Linked DNA regions of Columba livia: region 2 is linked to region 1. Evidence: chromatin contacts called from public Hi-C data. All regions are on one chromosome and are shown on one strand. The core of a region is the stretch at or near the end of the contact, and the rest is flanking DNA. Distances in the headings are between cores, read along the strand shown. Region 1 overlaps MAP4K3 (mitogen-activated protein kinase kinase kinase kinase 3). Region 2 holds the start of THUMPD2 (THUMP domain containing 2).

What was found. A called contact is a pair of places that touch in the nucleus more often than the background predicts.
Region 2: a Hi-C map of liver shows a contact between it and region 1, with 5 times the contacts expected there. The contact joins the promoter of THUMPD2 here to the enhancer-like site in region 1. A contact is called at or near these places in 2 of 2 Hi-C or Micro-C datasets (crop and liver).

Annotation. Positions count from the first base shown.
Region 1 is chr3:110,834,394-110,837,340 of bColLiv1.pat.W.v2, reverse strand. MAP4K3 (mitogen-activated protein kinase kinase kinase kinase 3) reads left to right here. Exons shown (of 34, transcript XM_065059103.1): 19 at 507-590; 20 at 2,427-2,469. Among named protein-coding and RNA genes, the nearest start is that of SOS1, 37 kb to the right of the region's middle. Within about 2 kb of position 1,345, at least 1 of the 3 cell types and tissues checked has an H3K27ac peak away from gene starts, as active enhancers do.
Region 2 is chr3:110,898,495-110,901,350 of bColLiv1.pat.W.v2, reverse strand. THUMPD2 (THUMP domain containing 2) reads left to right here and starts at 1,332. Exons shown (of 2, transcript XM_065059539.1): 1 at 1,332-1,615. The coding sequence starts at 1,332.

The sequences.
Region 1 (2,947 bases), core at 96-2,595:
AGCTCCATACTGCCAGCCCCACTCTGGCCATCAGTGAAGATGCTCTGGACATCTGTGCTGCTGCAAGCCAGCTCAACTTGGTTCCTCCATCCGTACTGATCTCTGCACGTTTTTTATATATAACTCTGAGTCTGTCCAGTTTTGCTTAATCTTGTTCTTTCTTCCTCCGCTTCTTGCTTTGTTTGCAGCCAATATCATTAACTTTGGTAATGTTCCAGGGCTTGGAACCCCTTGATCCCTGCTGTCTTGAAGTGCTTGTGCTGATTTTTTGTCCAGTGTTTCGAGATCCTTGTTGCTTGTGCAAACTCCGTGAAGACTTTCAAACAGTGTTGGCTTTAGCTGCTTCTGTCACTGTCACGTTTCTGTGGATTTTCTTTTTCACGTTAAGCAAGAAAGAACCTGATAGCTTCCAGGGAGGTTCCAGTTCATTTGACCCTAAGAACAGTCACCAATAGTCTTCCAAAAAAGTCCTGATGTTCTTTGCTTCTTCCTGTATTCCATCCTAGGTACTCTTGCCCTACAGAGAGGGCCTGGCGATTTCCTATAAGCGCAGGAATTAGCCTTGAATGCCTCAGCCTTGGATCAGACAGGTTGTGTATCTGCGCCTTTCCTCTTAGTATCTGCTTGAGCCCAAAGCTCTGCTGCGATATGTTGGTTCATCAGCTTGGTCTTGGATATCTTTCTCTGTACCCCCCTGAAGATTCAAGGCTCTCATTTGGTTTATATTCTGAGCGGTGAAGCTGCAATTGAAGAGCACATGTGACATCAGTCACTTCTCCCTTCAGATTCAAAATGAAAACAATGAAGCCACTGTGTGCCTTCCAGTCCACGCTGGTGCTGCTGCGTGACTCTGAAGCTGGGTGATTCATAGAAGAGAATCCACACACTTCAGGGAACGATATAAAATTATCTCTCTTCATTTAACAATTTTAGTTGTTTTGATATTTCTTTTTCTTTCATTTGCAGCAAAGCTGACAATACTTGAACTTCCTAGTTATGGAAGCTGGGCAAGCAGAAATTATTGTGGCACTGCCCCGTGCAATCAGCAATGACAAACTGCACAGAAACCTTGCTCTTAAAACCAGAGCACACAGTCCTTTGTACAAACACTGTCACATTTATGCCAAATACTGTGGTGTGGGTTTTTTTGTGGTATTTGTTTTGTTTTGCTTTGGGTTTTTTGTTGTTTTTTTTTTTTTGTTTGTTTGGTTGGTTTGATTTTTACCTTTGGCTGCTCAATAACACTGTGATGTCTGAGATACAGGGAAGAATATGAAAGAAAATAGCAATGGAGCTTGGACACACATGACTGAGGACTTAAGCTTGGTCCCATGTTATAAAAAGAATATAATTTCTACCATCATAATAGCTGAAGTGCATTACGTGGAGTAACCCGTTCTCAGAAGTTCCCTTCTAGCTTCTCTGAAGTAAAAGCAACTGATAAGATGCCAGGACAGTAACTCCTGAAAAGAATGAAGCAAAGCAGCCAAGTTGTTGATCTGTAAATAAGCAAGCAAATATCTTAATACTTGGATGTTTTCCCAAATCTTTGGAACATAATTTAGAAATAAGGAAAACACTGTGCAAGAATGTCAAGTTTTCCCAGCTATATTCCGAATCTGTTTAATGGAAATAATTTTCTGTTCCAAAAGATTAGGAAACAGGACACTGTAAGACTTTTAAAAGCATAAAAAAGTAGGAATTTAGGATTTTCTTTACAACCAGCAGAGAAGGAATGCTCCTGATGCTTCATCTTTATTGTTTCCTGCTGATATCTTGCACTATCGAGCCAAGCTGTTGAATTGCTCTTGTGTTAAAACGTTGTATTTACCAAGATTTCTGTCAAAAAATGAAACTTATGAAAGAAACAAAACCCAATAACAAAAACACACACCAACACAAACCAACTCAGACAGTAGGCTAGCTGTCCATTGCAGGTGGATTTTGCTTTCATGAATAAGGCTGTTCTGAAAAAGTCAGTGGTAAATTTATCAAGGAATGGTTTTCTGCAGTTTTCCTGTAACTCCCGTTTGCCCTGTATAGCTACAGATGGCCCTTCAGAAAAGCTCACTGATATCCTAAACCTTCCTCCTCTCAACAGAACGTATCAGGCCTGCTCTGCATCTCCCTACTTTTTTTTCTGCACAAATATGTGTACTTTCAACAAATCAGTTCTTGTCATTTTGTGCTCTCTAGGGAGGGTCTGTGATGCTCGGGTTTTTGGGTGGTATCTATGTTATGCACAGCAATAACAAAATGTTTGAAAGTATTAGTGATGCAATTATGTGGATATAATAGTGCTGTTGACAAGTTAATGCTGTTTATTTGCATGGCATTTATAAAATCCTATATTCTCATGGATACCGCAATATGAGTTTCGAAGAACTACACTGAATAACAGTCTTTTTTGTCTCTTTCCTTTCTAGTGCTACTATGAAACCTAAAGTGCCACCTCCTTTACCACCAAAGGTAAGTGGGGGGGATTTTTTTTGCCCAGAAAAAAAGGGCACTTTTAATAAGCAAGTACAGAAGTGTCTAAATGACTATACTGATGGTTTTCTCTCTTGAGCCGTGACTTGAAGACTTGAGGCAAGTTTTAAATCAGGAGTATAACCAGGGGGTTGATCTATACGTTTGTAGCCTTTAGTTGCAAATCTGCATGAAGTCTTGCACTGTAGGGTATTTGTCAGTGTGAAAGTGCTGTTGCTGACTCATTGCACTTCTGATAGTTTAGAAGGAATAAATTGGATAGTTAAAAAATGTAGTGCCCCAAGTAGTTTTTAATAAAGAGCTGCCAAATAAAGCACTTGCGTCTTAACTTCTGGTGTCTGAATGGTGATCTTCAGAGGTGTGCCTGGGTCAGATTAGGTTTTGCATGCTGCCACTTGAAAAGTAAATCTTTTCACATTGAAATTATCCTAATATGAGCAAAAATAAAAATTAAAAA
Region 2 (2,856 bases), core at 83-2,582, 64 kb before region 1:
CAATTAAGAGAAAGATACTTCAAAGTAATCTGTCCAAGGCCTTTTATATATTATTATGTTAGTATTATGTCTTTGACCATCCGGATGGTCATGTTATTATTGATCTTCCTTTATCGTCCAGGTGGCTGGGACCACACATCTTGCTTTCCCACATTTTACTTTCCAACAGTTTATGTGGGAAGGGATCGCTGAAGGTCTTTAATCCTGTCATCTGCTGGGAGTGGGGCTGTCTTCAAAGCTGGGTCAGGTTGTTCATGGCTTCATCCAGTTGTGTTTTGAGCATTTTGAGTGATGGAGAACCCATGGTCTCACCCGTTTCACATGCTGGCTACACTCTGGCCAGCACAGCCTGGTATGTGGCTGCCTTTGTCACCACAGGGGTGCAGTGCTGCCTCATGGTCAAGAGAAATTACTATTCCCAGGATACAAAAACTGAGGGGAGGTATTTCAAGGACACTAGCTCCAGCAGAATCCAAGTGATTCTGGCTGAAACCAGATTATTGGGAAATTTAACATGTGGTTCCTTGCAATTCGTATGTGTGTATGTGGGAACGGCAGGATGTATGGCTCCAGCCACCCAGATTGTAAAGTAAGATCAATACTAACATGACCATCTGGACGGTCAAAGTAGACTAATTCTAACATGATTAAATCACAACAGTCAGTCAAAACAAGGCGGCCTGGACAGGTTACACAGGATTGTGTGTTTGTGAAGGAGTGATAGCCCAGGCCAGTGACAATGGTCTCTTGAGCCTGAACACCGCCCCAGGATGTATGGTGTGTGAGTGCTGGGCCTGTGTGTGTGTGTTTGGAATAACATTTTTTGAAAAACTTTCTGTTTAACCTCTTGGTCCAGGCCCATATCTGTAAAGCTATAAATGGAAAAAGGCTAATGAAAGAAGGTTCATCTCCGCTAGGCATAGCTCTGCCTATCTCTGCTCTCACTGCTAACAAGAATTCTGTGTCTGTGTCTCTGTCTGCATCTCCATATGCGTGTCTGTATGCATCATCTCTTCGCCGCATGTGTACCTGAATATCTGTGCTAAGTGAAGTGCTGGCAAGCTTAGCTCTTGCATTTTGCTTGTAAAGATGTACTGCGTGTTGAGAAGCAGCAGTTATTTTGGAACCATGCAGTCCCCTGTTCGGAGTGTCTTACTCTCATACCACCAGTAATAAACATCACCAGTAATGGGGTATCTGCAAGGTAAACTGTGTGCTCATGCATTTGTCTCTTCGCAGTCTGCATTGTGTTGATGTCCTCATAGTGCTGTTTGTGAGGATAAGTACAGAAGAAGCCATGAATCTGGGTGCACAATCTGCAGAAGAGCTGACCGTTTTGTAAGGTGAGTGGGGGCATAGCTGCTGTTCATTTTTCTGATAGTCAGACCTGCCTTTATTCTGCAGCACTGCCATTGCCTTCAGAAAGCTTTGATGCTGTGATTTCGGATATTGTATTTGGGAAGGCGTTCAAGATCACAAAAGACATACAGCTCCTTCCAGATATTCTCCAGGAAATGGAGAGGTACATGTGGCCTTTGACATGCTTGGGGTTTGCTGTAAATGTCGTGATGGTTTGTGATATTCAGCATTCAGTCAGCTTTAGGTTTGGTTTATTCTAAACATTCTCCAGCTCTGTAATCTGACTCTGTGCAGGCTGTGAAAGTCTGAGTCCTTCACTTGTCTCTTAAAGGCTGTTGTGGTTTGTCTTGCAAGCTGTGGAAGTGCTGATGGCAGTGCAAGCTGACAAGGAACGAGCTTGCTGTGTGAGCCACACTCCTGAATATTCTTTACAAGGTGTGATGGTGACAGAAAGGAGAAAGAGGAGAGGATGACCTAGAAAGACTTAAAGCGTGGCCAAGTAAATAAGGCAATAATCCTTTCTGCTTGTAGGCTTTCCCTTTGGGTTCGCAACCAAGCTTTTACCATCCTGCCTTGGCAGGAAGGATCTCAGACCTGAAAATGTGTTATGCATTTTCCTTTCTGTTAGTGTGTACTGGGATATCCAGCTAGCCACCTGGTCTGCTTTTAGATGTCTCCTTTCATCTCTCACCCTGTCATTTTATGGCAGAGTTGAGCCAAGTTAATAGTGAGCTGCTTCTAACCGACAGTTCAAACCATCTGCCCCTTTATTTCATTTCTTGGCTGAAAACAAGGCCGTTCTATAGGGTTGGTCTTCAGTGGATGTTGACCTTGCTCACCCAATGCAGGAATGTGATGGGATGATGGTGAGGAAGGTGAGGTAGCTCCACAAACTGGCAAGGCAATCTTATGTCGTTTTACATTGACCGTCTCTCCTGCTGGCCATGCTTGTCTTCTGGTCTCATTTGCTCTGTTGGGCCATCCTAAGCAAAATATTTCCTTGGGATAGTGGAGGTGAGGAAGGGACCATTACCATGGGAGCCCCACCAATAGGACTTTTCAGTCCACTTGCTGTGAACAGAGCAAGAATAGTCCCTTTTGCCTCTTTCAATGCCAAGTGTAATGTTTCCTCAGGTACTCAAAAAAAAAAAAAAAAAAAAAAAAAAAAGAAAAAGACAAGATTACAAACAGTAGTTAATTTTCCTCTGTTTCCTGAGTTTGAAAGCCATTAAGGATCAGTGGAGCACAGAAAGGACAGACCTTTTAACAGTTCCAAATTCCAGCTTCAGAATTGCCTTACCAACCTGAGAAGCTCTTGCTGCCCTGGGAAGCTGTTCCTTTGCAGGCTGGTGGAGGCTCATGTGAAGGGAAAAATACTGAGTCCATCTTCCCTGCTAACCCAGTAGAAAGAACTCCCAAGGTCAGAAATGTCTGGAAGTCAGGACAGGGCCTAGTTCTCCCATTTAGGAAGAGTCATAAAGACAGGGAGTTTCAGTT